2 separate regions of the Rattus norvegicus genome follow, and region 2 is linked to region 1. The links are chromatin contacts, called in public Hi-C maps. All regions are on one chromosome and are shown on one strand. Each heading gives the region's core, a stretch centred on a gene start, on an enhancer-like site or on the middle of the called end of the contact. The rest is flanking DNA. Distances are from core to core; before and after follow the strand shown. Region 1 overlaps LOC134486427 (a long non-coding RNA gene). Region 2 has its middle 230 kb from the start of Thbs1.

The links. Hi-C and Micro-C count contacts between places; a contact is called where the count stands out from the background.
Region 2: a contact with region 1 is called in a Hi-C map of the A7r5 cell line, with 7 times the contacts expected there. The contact joins two enhancer-like sites. A contact is called at or near these places in 2 of 12 Hi-C or Micro-C datasets (the A7r5 cell line and Schwann cells).

What each region holds. Positions count from the first base shown.
Region 1 is chr3:124,888,110-124,894,871 of GRCr8, forward strand. The region is part of intron 1 of LOC134486427 (a long non-coding RNA gene); the gene reads left to right. Among named protein-coding and RNA genes, the nearest start is that of Rasgrp1, 210 kb to the left of the region's middle. Within about 2 kb of position 2,397, at least 6 of the 93 cell types and tissues checked have an H3K27ac peak or open chromatin away from gene starts, as enhancers often do. A contact at or near this core is called in the A7r5 cell line, where this site is marked.
Region 2 is chr3:125,277,064-125,283,937 of GRCr8, forward strand. No RefSeq gene overlaps it. Among named protein-coding and RNA genes, the nearest start is that of Thbs1, 230 kb to the right of the region's middle. Within about 2 kb of position 3,673, at least 8 of the 93 cell types and tissues checked have an H3K27ac peak or open chromatin away from gene starts, as enhancers often do. A contact at or near this core is called in the A7r5 cell line, where this site is marked.

The sequences.
Region 1 (6,762 bases), core at 1,147-3,646:
TAATAAGTGACTCACCTCTCCTTAAAGATGAGAAGATTGAAGTCACAGTGGAGGATAACTTGTCCAGGATCTCACTGTCTGATGCCCTACCTTTATTGACAAAGTGTCAGGAAAAGAAGCCAGGAGTAACTAGTCAGCTGACACTGGTCTTCTGAGGGGTTGAACAAGGAAGGAGTGGGGTGGGGTTAGTGTCACACAGGTTGCCCAGAGGTAGAGAAGAACTGAGTGACAGCCAAGCTGCAGCTTATAGCAGCGATTCAAAATTAAGGCTGGATCCCAACACTGGATGGACAGCAAGTGACAGTGAAGGCAGCTGGCATCCAAAGTGGTAAAATCAAAAGGAGTTTTGTGAAGTGAGCAGAACACCTGGATTCTTGAATGGACTCCATTGTAGGAAATGTCTTCACAATCAATCCCGTCCACCTTTCCCTGTCTGCCCACGACTCACTCAATGCAACCACACCCAGCACTTTTTATCCATACCCGTGCTCCAGGGTGTTCATCAGACTTTTTGACTCTCTTCAGAAGGCTGTGTCCCTTCCTAGTCCTCCTCTTTTTAGTTCAACTGAATTCTACATGTTCTTCAAAGAGCTCTTCAGTCTCACTGCTTCCACAAAGCCTTCCATGTGCCCTTGCTGGAAGCATTCTTTCCCTTCCCTAGCCTTTCATAGCGCCATGGCTATTCCTCTCTCTTATGTGTCAACACCCTTTTGCACACAGTGCACAGACATAGTTGCATTACCTCCTCTCTGACACGGCCATCCTGTCTTCTATGCAGACCTTGCTTGTGTGTCTCACACCGGTGCTGAGAAAATAGTTTGCAAGGGAATGATAATCTGAGAGGGGTCCATGTGGTAAGGATTCTGTTGTACTTGTCTTCAGCGAGATTCTTCGCTGGGGTGTCACGTTCTCCCAGTATGGAAAGAGACAGGGGTGTTGGAAATATTTAGGAATGGACTAAAGAAATGGACAGTGCAGTTTTAAATGGGCCAAACAAAGTCAATTTAAAGAAAAGAACAAACTGAAGATACTTGCAGAGAAACCAGGCACACTTGTAGACCTCTCTGTAGGCGTGCAGAGGGCTTTCCCCCAGAGAACTGGAAGCAGTTAGTTTCATTCCTGATCAAAACACATCAGTAGAAAATTAACCTAAACAGAAGTATCACTGAGATCACAAAGAGGGAAAATATTTTGGAAAGAAGGTGATTCAACACTGAGATGATTTACCAGAGGGAATGTAGACTTGAGTTCTGTCTCCAGAAGACTATTAAAATTCAGTCTGAGTGCCAAGGACAGGTTAGTGACTCCTTCTGGAATGAAAGCCATGGCATGGATTTGACAATCTCATCTCTCACACCTCCCTGTGCTGGCCAGGTGTCCACCTTACATGCCACCAGAAGCCAATCCTAGGATCTCCCAGCAGGTGGCGACAATGCATAGAAAATTCTGATCGGGACAAGGCAAAAGTTTTTGAGAAGGGCTGTGATTGCTAGAGACCCATGCTAGGTCTGTAAAAGTCCTTTAGGTTCTCCATAAAACCTGAAAGTCTCCATCAATTTGCCTCATGTGTTCACCTCCCCTGCTTATTGGTGCTCATTGGAATTAAGACAAAAGAGTGTGTCTGGTTGTTTGTAAATACAAATTCCAAACAGGGCATTCACATTTGCAGAACAGTCATTTGAAGAACATCTTCTGAGTCTGTGTTCACAGAAAAGAATTGGAATACATTTTTTTGAAGACCTTATTAGATTCCCCCCTCTGTCTATGCATATATGGTATAAATGCATACATGGTATATACATGTATATACCATAGGTCAGAACAGATGGCTCAGTTGGTAAAAGTACTTGCCATTCAAGCCCAAGGAACTGAGTTTAATATCCAGGACCCACATAAAATTGCTGGATACAGTGACATAGACTTTCATGAAGGCAGAGACAGAAGGATCCCTGAGGCTCACTGACTTGACAGTCTAGACTAATTCGTGAGCTTCTTGCCAATGAGAGGAGCTGTCAAAAAAGGGGGGAGAGATAGACATTGGTAAGGATGTCCTAAGGATATTGTTTCTTAAAGACTATCTCCTAACTTCGGTAAGTACTGTACACACATTCATGTGTGGGTTCACACACACACACCCACCTACACATGTGCACCCCCCCACATAAACAAACACATATATTCTCACATGCATAAAAATAACACCTTATTAGCAAAAACAGAGGCAGCACAATCCAAAAGAACAGTGACTCCTCTAAAGATGTACACATATTTACAGGTTGGCATGCCTGTGTGTTCTCTAGCTTCCTTTTGAGGAAGGCTGCTGCTGTAAGATGCTCGGGACGTCAAGTATCCCTGTTGAGTCATGCAAGACAGCTGACTCTGCTGACACCTAACAGGCCAACAGGCCGGGGCCTGGTGACTCAGCCCCGAGACAGCCTCTAGATGAGGATACGTGAGGGTAGCCCATGCCTATCAAAAGCGATAATTAGGAAGGACGCTGTATGTTGTATGCAATAACCAACATCAGATTCCCTCCCAGTGACAGTTCCCATTGAGGTCCTCGCCGTGTCCCGGTGGACAGTTGCTGCAGCACCACTAAGAGCTAAGCTCTGCCTTTTAACCCATTCATGATTTTTGCTTGCTTTGCTTTTGTGTTTTGGGTCCCAGAGTAGGTCGGATTGCTGAGGTTTACTTCTTTTCCTGGCTTCCCTATCCATCATTTAGATCTTTATATCTCTTTGACGGTGCATGAGCAGCCTCCTAAGTAATCCATTAGCGTTTATAATATGCACCTCCCCCCTGCACCCCAACTCAGGTGGCTGCATCGGTGGGACTTGCGGCTGTGCCATGTGGACAGGAGATGACAAACGTGCGTTCTTTGTTGAAAAGAAAACTGCTCACTTTCCACATAGAGGCTGAGAGACTTTCCATTGGCCTTTTGTCTGTCTATATTTTCTCCATTTCCTGTGTTTCATGACCTCAAGGTAGTTTTGCTTGTTTAATTGGCTGCATTTGCAAGTCTGTCTTCAGGCCTATTCTATCATGACATCCTTTAGATTAGGAATGATAACAACTTGAAATTTTATTATGAGCCTGCAATAAAGATTTCCCACTAGCTCCCACCAATGAAATTCTGTAGTCCAGTTCCCAGCATGAGAAGTAGTTGTCTTTCTGTAAGAGACAAAGGGTTTACAACTCTGTGGTTAAATCAAGACAGAGGTGGGACACTGGAAGGCAGCCAGGGGTGGATATCCTCACTGGAGTACTGGCTTTGAAAGCACATGCTTTCTTTGGGATGATTTCAGTTGTCGAACGCAGCAGGCTTGACATCAATACACAGCAGGCCATGGATTATGGCTGTCTCTAATGACCATGTTGCAGTCTGTTTATTGTTCTGGATGTTAATATATAGAGCAAATGATAGTTCTTTAATTGAAGGTTGGAAGTGCTCCTTGCTAAGGCGCCTGGGTGACACATCCTTAACCACTGTGGTGAAACCCTAGACACTTACTGGCTAGAAAATGATAGCCTTGAAAGCCCTCTTCCTATTTGTGCCTGTGTTTTGCATGAGCCCAGCGGCAGGCCTGCACCTCACTGGCAGCTCTTAATTTTACCAGAGGGCGGCATTATTGGGGAACTATCAAGGACATATTAGTTCCATAGGAAATCTCGGCTAATCAGAGCTTTAGTGGAACATGGCAACACAGGATGTTTGAGGCCAGGAGAGACGAAAGGTATCAGCTCCTTTCTTTTTGAAAAGTTCTGGAGGTCAGAGGTATGAAGTGGGTTGCCCTGGAGAAAAACCAAGCATTCTTTCTGGGTGTTCTGGTGGGAGTATATTTCTTTTACTTTTTTAGTTTGTAGAAGTGTCCTATGTCCTGTAGCTTGGGAGCCCTTCTCATCTGTTCTCTGGTTTTTATGGTCTGGTTCTCTTGTTTCATTTTCTCAATTTTGAAAATCTCTGTGATTGTATTGGTCCCTTTAATTTCTTCATACCCGAATCATCTGATAAGCCATCTTAATTCCATCTACCATCTTGAATTCTCTTCTTCTACTATCATTCAGCATAGATACTATTCACGCCGGATCTTGGACAAAAACACGGGCATCTTTGGGATGGAGCCATTATTCTTCTAACCTGGCTAGGAAGGCTCTGTGGAATGCTCATAGACAAGATAAGACTTGTTGTCTAAATCTTGGAGAAAAGGACTAATGGGTGGAAAATTTCAGTAGGACAAAGGCTGTTCCAGAGATTTTAAAAGCAAAATTCTTAGTCAAACCAAGGAGACTTTCTTTTGCTAAGAGCGCATGTTTTGGGCTAGACAGAACAGGGGTCCAATGTGAAGTCTACACTGGGTGGATAGAAGATTTTAAATAGATTACTCAATGCTGTTTATTTTAATGTAGAGGTAACTATGCACAATGTTTTACGGATGTGGAGTATCAGAAAGAATCAACTTCGAAGGTTGTGGTGGTGTTGGGCTTATGATTTCAGAAGAGTTAGGACTGAGCATGGGCCTTGAGGGAGACAGAGTTGGGGAGGCTGGGGAATTTAGGAGCCTGATAATGAGCTTTGGCCAAACCAAGTGGTCCTGGTCTAGGAAGAGTTGAGACCTTGGAGTTTGATGCCAGCCTATCTCACATCTGCTTTCTTTCTCTTACATCATCATTGTCACATTTGAAAACATTGCCACAGTCCTGCAGAGGATGCACTTTCTTTTCGTCCCTCTCTAAAGTTTTAAGTACTGCTGAGTAAGTGAGTGAGGTAACAAAGAACAGAACTCCATTTTGGCACATTTGCATTATAGCTTCCATTCAAGAATAGTACTTTATATGAATTCCTTTTCCTAGACCACTGATATACTGGTTCCTAAAGGGACCTTGTATAGTTTATCTTCTTGCTTCTACTCAGACCATTTTACCTGCCTAGCAAGATTTTCTTATGCCAGTCTCATGCCCAAATTCTACACAATATTTAGCTTTAATTGCCCTTGAGGTGCCTTTCCTAATCCTTTTAGTTTTGTCATTCTTTCCATTCTCTGAACCTCAAAGCCTTGTCATATGTCCCATATACCTCATATTTGACATACTGAAGTTAGTGTTATGCCATCTATCTTTCTAATCATTGAGTCTTGTGTTCTGTAACCCTCCTAAAATCCATATCACTGCTTTATACTGCTTTCTGTCTCTATTAGCACTGACTTGCTTCCTGGTCCATCACAAACTCTCACTAAGTATTTGATGGTCATAGCACTCAGAATTTAATTTCATGGCAGTACTCACTACAGACATTGAAAGTTTTTGGTCTGCTTCATCTCCTTCCCACCTTCTGGATAGCCCTCTGATTTCTACCTACGTAGTTCTAATTCACTCAGTGTCCTCTTGGAAAACATTTCTGGGTGCCTGTGTCCTTTCTCTCCCACCATCAGGCTAAATCTCTGGTGTGTGAACTAAATTTGATGAGTAGCTTCCATGTTTTAGGTCTCTGGAACTGAGTAGTTCCAGAAGTTAAAGGACAGAGGCCACTTCTTGCATTTCTATAGATTCTCTTTAACCTCTAGCTTTAGGGATTTTTCTATGATATATTTTCAACATGCACTTTTCAGGTGAGCCTAGAAAAACCCTGTCAGTGAAAGATCTTCCAAAATTCCAAGATAGTTTCCACAGCTAGGTTTTAAGAAATCCTAGCTGAGACATGCCTATTTCCAGATCAGATCTTATCAATCTGCCCCTGGAACATTCTTCCTCCACTTCTTATCTCCACTTTTACCCTACATTCTTTCCAAGGTGCTGTGTATAAGAAGAAAGTTTAACGTAAACTTATGACTTGTTCTTGCTCTTACGATAAAATATTAACCTCTAAGCATTTTCCAGAACTTTCTGTTTGCACTAAGCATTTTCCAGAACTTTCTGTTTGCACTGCATATTTTGGGCAGAGGCATGCACGTAGTAGAAAGAGTGAAAGATTTGATTTTGAACCTAGGCTTGGAGAGATTCAAGGCCTAGAGAATGATGTTGGTCAGTTTATTAAACTTCTTCATCATTCATTTTATAACATATAAAATGAAAACATTACTTGCTATCCCCTGGGGCTGTTAGGACCCTTTGGGGTGGGATGACACAGCTCCAATTACTGCAGTATGATGGAGTCTCAGTGAATGCTCCTCGTCTGCCCTCCCGTTCTAGTTGAACTTGCTGCTCCCTGTTAGGTCTTGATCTAGTCTAGAAGATCACATACAGCAGTCTTCATTGTGCTATTGTAACAGTGGCTTGTGACAAATGGGCATGTGTGCTTTCTGGAGCGTCAAAAGGGAGAGAAACTGACATGGTACACTGAAGTCATAGGTTTACATCTGTGGTGGACTAAACAGTTCTCAATATACTGATCGGAGAACCAGTCACTGGTTAGGATGTATCTAGTTTCACTGGCAAGTGCTCTTTAGGGAGATGGCCATAGATTAGAAATGGAGAGGGTGACAATTTCATGGTTCCCTGCCCACTCTCGCAGATGAAAACAACATGTGGTACATTCTGGGTAGTCTATGGAGGCAGTTGTTTCTATCAGCAGACAAGTGCTTCCTTGGTCATTTTCCATTCTTCCTCCACAAAGTCTTCCTATTTGAAATAAAAGCGAGCTAATCACGCAAAAGGAGGTTCCTCTCCCAGAAGTGTGGCTGAAACGAGGATACTCTGTTCTTGTATCAGTGATAATTTGATGAGGTTCAAAAAGTAAAGAGTAGCCTCTGATAATTTCTGACTTAA
Region 2 (6,874 bases), core at 2,423-4,922, 390 kb after region 1:
GTCTCCCTTTTCATTCCAGTCTCCTCCTCTTCCTTCAAACTTCTCTCCCACCCATCCTTCCTTCTCCTCCAATGACAGGCCTCCTTCTATCTTGTACCTGCCCCTCACCTGTATTTTACAAATTCAATGGGAAGTTTCTGGTGAAGTCTCCGGAGTGCTGAGTATGTGACTAGGCAGCTGTCCTTGGAGCAGTGGAATTAGCATCAAAATACAGATAACTCCAGGGCAAACCACAACACTAACTATTCTCAGCTGAGTTCCTTCTTAGTCCTTCATCTGTCTGTTTGTCTACGATTCTCCACATCTAGGAAAAAAAGCAAAAACTTCCCGAGTCAATTGTAAGATACACATCTCCAAATTCCTTCCTTCTAATTTACAAGTAATTGCATATACTTAGTCAAAACAATCATCTTGCACAGAAAAGCAACCTTTAATAGACTTAAATACATGATTGATTTTATCCCAAACTGTGAAAAATAAATTTAAATGATCTAGTATGAAAACCTACTAGCAATGATCATAAGCTAAACCAAATAAGTAGTGTTGGCGGAGTAGAAGCTCTTAGTTCTTAAACAAATAAAAAGAAACGCATTAGAACACTACTTGGATTTTGAAAATTCAAAGTGAAAGTCTTGGGAATTCTTTGATGAAAAACTAAAAAGATTTAAATACCTTAGATCCATAGATAAGAGAAGACTTGTCATTTCTTTGTTTAGATTCAATTGATATTTAAAAACTCAGGTCTTAATAGGGCTAATGGGTGAGTAAGTGAGTTCAAGAGTGTAGTGTGTCATGATTGTATGTAAGATGCAGATGCCAAGAGAAGCCATTCGCCATATGTTACAGTTTGCATCCCCCTATATTCACTGCAGAAAAGGACCACTCCCTCAAACACTGTGACTACACTGTTTGTTGAATTATCCCAAAGCCAGAAACTGGCTCATTGATGAATTGGAACATGGAAGATCAAACAAATGGTTTTGTGATTTCTTCAGAGGAGAAAAAAAAAATCCTAAACTCAAATCTGCTCATTATGGAAAGTGAAGTCTAAACCGGTAGCAGAGCAAGCAGTGGCACCATGGAATACACAGGCAATGGAGTGCCAATACAAGTCACAGCCAGAAGTGGACTTCCTGTGCCTGCTCTGTCCGAGGCAGAGTCTTGAGATAAGTTCCCTTCCTGAACGTTATTCTAGCTCTGCTGTCCAGTTGTCCGGTACCAATTGCCTAGAAATTAAAGTGAGAAATGAGGTGCCATTACAGCCGTCTGAATTTCACACCCAGTCTCACTGCAGAGCCTTTTGTGACAATCCCTCACTGCTACCAATATGTGTAGTGTGTAGACAATTGTTCCTTGATGCTGGAGGAGAACTAATTGATATTAGAAAATGTCCTCACAAAGAGTAAAGCACATGTAACGCTTCACCACCAAGCTTCACTGAGCTTTCCAGAGCTCAGTAAAATCCCCCAAATAAAACACACAAACCCCAGGCTACTTGACAACTCCCTGTTGGAAACATGAGGCCAGTTTGCATCTTTGTTGACACTGGGCACATGCCTTTCAGTTTCAAGGACTTTCTGGAAGACAGGAGTGACACAAAATGCAACGTGGATAAGGAATGGAAATAGCTTTAGACACCGTCCTTTGAACAAGCAAGCTGGGGAGATGCCAGGCTGACACTCACTAGGTCTTTGATGTAAGTCTTCCAAACATGATCCATGTACTGCCAGATTTCCCTAGTGTCCCTGGTAAGCTTCAAAGTCAATCACTGGTTGGCCCCAGTACTTCTGCAATGGTTTTCCACCCTTAGATGAGTGTGTGTGAGAGAGAGTGGGGTGGAGGGAGAAAAGGGGAAGGGTGAGGAGAGAGGGACTGAATGAGAATGTCCATTGGGCTTTAAAAAAACATATTGTTCCTTAATTATTTGGTTTGAAAATAAAAGGGAAATAATAATTTAAAATGCTTGGGATCGTGGTGAGTAATTTTGGCTCCAGTAAACCTTTTATGTATAGCTCATTTAATTCTGGAACATCTGCAAGACAGCTGTTGCCCAGGTTCACAATAACCTTTCATTACACACTACCACAGAATGAGAACCAGACACCCTTGGAAGTCTGGTGTGTGTGTGTGCATGTGCATGTGTGTAATTTGTAGGAAACCTAATTGATGAAGTAGAGAACAATGGCCAATGACTTGAACCCATTAAAGCAACATGATTATGAATATTCACCAGGGATACATTGGAAAAATGTTGAATTAATGAGTCAGAAAATAATTTTTGTCATATAGTCTTGGAAATAATTCCATCAATTATTCTGTCTTCAAAGACAGACACAATAAATGATAGGATCTGATATGCAGCTCCGCTGAGAATCATGGACTTATGGAGAATCAGCGCAATTGTTCTTCTGCTACCAATGATGTGGATTTCAGTGTCTGCTTCTCCTTGCTCGTGCCCTTCAGAGATTTACCTCTCAAAACATAGAGCATTTTCATCACCATGTTTCAAATATATTATTTAAAGGATGCCAATGCTTTTAGGAAAATCAAAACCAGTCTGTATTTTCTGTGGACAATGGTTATGAGTTGCTGTTTTGTATTTTATGATAACAGAATCTCAGAGAACAAGTGTGAGAGATACCAAATCAGACAGTTCCTTTGTATAAAACTTCTCAGAGCCTTTAATTTGCCAATGTGTCGTATGGTTCTAGAAGTATTCTGTTTGCTCTGGTTGGGTCTTCCACAAGATTAGAACACGTTTTGTTTGTTTGTTTGTTTGCTTGCTTGCTTCCTTTTTTTAAATTAGTAAAATGGAATTACCCTGTGTGCATTCTTTTTCCAACTGTTGGCATTTAGCCTAGGCTCTGCCCCACAGTTACCTGGCAATAGCCAGGTATGCCTGACTGTAAAAGGAGCTGCTCACCCTGTCCTCGCTCTCTTGCTCCAGCTCCTTAATCCTCTCCGTCCCCATTTCCCTCCCCCATCTCTCCACATTATCATGGCTACCTCTATGCTTCTCTCTCTCTCTCTCTCTCTCTCTCTCTTTCTCTCTCTCTCTCTCTCTCTCTCTCTGCCTTTCTCTTAACTCCCCTCCCTATGCCCTGAATAAACTCTATTCTATACTCTACCGCCCTGTGGCTACCTCAGAGGGGGAAGGAATGGCTCAGCATGGACTGGCAGAGGCATCCCCTTCCCCCACACCTTACTGCATCTCCATCAAACATATCTCTACTCTTTCTTTTTACAAAATACAACGCAGACCACTAAAAATACTTCCAAGGTTTGAGGCAGACTTCAGTAGTAATAGGCTGACACGTCGTAGTGAATTTCACGAAGCATCTTTTCTCTTCAATCTACAGAACATTTATGGCAAAATGAGGAGAAAATTTTCATTCTCTTTTGAGGAACCAATGTATTAATACCCACGTTGTTGCTGCCAATTGGAAACCCACTGCCATTTTATTCTTTTGGTTTTGAAATTATTTTATTTAACTTTTATTGAGCTGCTACCACTTGGTGTTATTTAAAAGTCAGAAAATGTTTTATCAGCTGTGTCACAAAGGCCAGATCATTTCTCAGCAATGTCACCAAAATGCAAAGGAAAGACAGGAGCCTTCTACTACATACCAAGACTGTGAGTCAATCGGCTATGCGGCACTGTAAGCTTAATGAGGCAGAGTGGAAATCACTGAAACAAAGGGCAGGCAGACTACAGACAGGAACTTTCAGCTGGAAAGAAACAGTCCGAAGTTGAAAGTTTTAAGATTCTATTTGGCAGCGTGAGTTCCACATGTGAGAGGGTAGCCAGGTCTGTTAGGATTAGCAAGGCATAGGTTTGAGTGTAAGGTCTTGAATGGTTAGAGAAACAAAGAAGCTAGGGAAAATGTAGTAAAATAAATGGAGAGCAGAGACTACATTCAGGTAGGAAAACGAAAAAATTGAAAACAACCCAGAAGATCTGAAGACCTATAAAAGGATTATTCTATATCTGGAGAACATGTCTAAGGCATATATAACTTTACTGCCATGCAGGCTGCTGTCCAATAGCCAATATTCCTCATGTGACCTAATAAATGTGCCCAAAGATAGCATTCTAAGCTACACAGAAAATACTGAAGCCCAGACATATGTTAATGCCAGTCCCTGGGCAGGCCAACCCTAAGGCAAAATATTCTGGAACACCTGGTTGGCCAGTAGACATTCTTTGACGGCAGCAGCCTGGGACCCAACGGGCATTTATTCCAGCCTCTCTGGTAGTTTCACACAGTAAGAAGCAATCAAATAATATTGGCTTCACTTTTCGAAGCATTGGTTTTGATCCACCTAAAAGGAAATGTTTGAGGGGAGAGATGGATGAGAGAAGTGACTGGGGATAATGTGTTTCACAGCTTAACATCAAATGTCACTGGAAAAATAGCCAGAAAGCAATTCAGAGTAAAAGTATTTGCCTTCTGGCTAAGTAGGCAGTACCTTTTTTATTGCAAAATGGAAATAAACAGTGTGGCTCATTTATACCATAAAAGGGCAAGCCACAAATAACCCAAATCCCAAAATAAAGGCATTGCCCAACATACTAAGACATGATTCAGAAATGTCTTGACTTTAGAGTTTCATCACTGATCATGACAATGGATGGGCAGGGGTTATGAATAAGTCAAAAGTCACAAGTAATCCAGAGCCAACACCAGAGAAGAACACTTACAGTCAATGCACTGTTCATCTTGCCCATTGTTTATTTGGCCACTGTCGTCCAATTCTCACAGTGCTTAGACATTAAAACCCATATCAGACCGGATGCCTTGACAAAATATATGTACAAACATATGTCCATACACGTGTGCATGCATAATAACAACATTCAAACTAAAACTAACTGAAAAGCACCTCTATAAATGTGTTCTATTCAATGAACAGTAATTTGCCAAAGGGAAAAATAAATTCAAGCGAGCAACACTTACAATAAACAAATGAAGAGCTGGCAGAGGAAAGGAAGAAATAACAATGGTTTCCACCCATCCACTGATTTAATAGTGCACTGAACAGCCACTACACTGGGCACTCCAGATAAAGAAGGAAAAAAAAAATGATCACCTAGAAAGAATGCGACAGATTCATCACTGTAGACTCCTCTGTGAAAACTGAAGTATTTGCATTAATATATTTTAAAAAATTATAAAGCCCCAATATCAGAGGCTTCTCAGACACTTTGTATCACTTAATCCTAAAATGTAGATGAAACCCTCAACCATGGGAAAACACAAAGTCATAAAGATTATGTTTGGGCAAAGACTTTTCCCGAGAAAAGGTGAGAGTAATGAACAATTGTTAGATGACTATTTACAACACTCTCCCTATTCTGAATAAAGTAAAGGTAATTGACTGAACATGTTTCCATGATTACCTAGCCTCCAAACATCTATATCCCTATGCCCCACATCTATATCCCTATGTCTGTCTCTCTTTAAAACAAGCCAAAGTGAGCAGAAAATGTCACCCACTGGAAGAAAGCATTTGAACCTTGAGCCAGTGGGGAACTTTCCAAATTCAGAGTATAAGACATGTGCAAGCTTCACAGGCACAGCCACAGCTATTAACATTTCAGGAAAAAAAGTATAAATGTGTGGGTCCCAGTGAGTAAAGTCTACTGTGTTCATTCGTTCTTCTGGCATAGATCTCCATGTGCGACGAAGATCGTTTGATGCTCTATTCCCTCGAGGAGGAAATAATCACGGAAATCAAATGAGCAAGGTAACTGACATTCCTACAAGTTCTTCACAGAACCCTAGCCTGAGCGATAGGATGGAGAGAGGTTATGGTTCAGGGAAGTCAAACTGAGAAATGAGACTTCCAGGATAGGGAGATGTGAGGCACAGTGTTTTAGCCCGGAAGAGAATAGTATAAGGGCAGGGGCTCTCGGTGGGAGTACATATAGATTATGCAGAAAGGAAGCAGTCGTGGCCAGAGGAGATCAGGAGCCACCTGGAGTGGAAAACAAAACAAAATGATGGGAAAACAAAATTGGATTTTGGGGCTAATCACCAGGGAACCCAGTGAGAGATTTTAGATAAGAAATTAAAGTCATCTCATTTCAGTAAATGGTTTTTGAAGCAGTTCCCAGAGCATCAAATCCAGAAAGGTGTTCTTTAAGGCAGCTGGCTGCAAATCTAATGAATCAAAATGAAGTGTCTGATTAACATGTCAAAGCAAGGCGTGCCTTTCACAGGTGCCTCTCTGAACGCAATGACTTGCAATTTCCTCTTAGATCCTGAGAACAAAAGATCTTTAGCAACTTTGAAGTGAGAGGGTGAGGGTGGCCACCCTCCAAGTTTAGGCTGGCATCTATGGCAGTCACCATTACAGAAGCAAGTTTCTGAGACAGACTTAAAACACAGCCGGAGCATCAGATTATCCTCCATTCTGAGAAACAGACTCAGGGAGCCAACCTTTTCTTCTATTTCCAATTGCCATCCTCAATGGCTAGGGATTGCCTAATGGGACTGTTCAAGTATGTCCTCTGTGTATCGAGAACAAAAATAGCAGGCTTAAGGCTATTTTGTTGTTGAAGCATGAAACTGCGTTCTGTGTAATCAATCATCTCATTTACTCAGTCCATCATTGAGAACCATTAACCAGTTTCACATGTATTGGATTTTATGCCCACCCAGATCTTCCATTTACTAACAGTGGGCACACGGTGTTGCCTCTATGTGTGTTTAATTTTATGTAAAGGTGTGTTTTGTCTGCATGTAAGTCTGTGAAACACAGGCACGCAGGCCATACGAGGGTGTCTGGTTTCTTGGAGCTGAGGCTACAGGTTCTTATGAGTCACCATGTTGGTGCTGGAAATTAAACCCAGATCCTCTGGAAGAGCAGC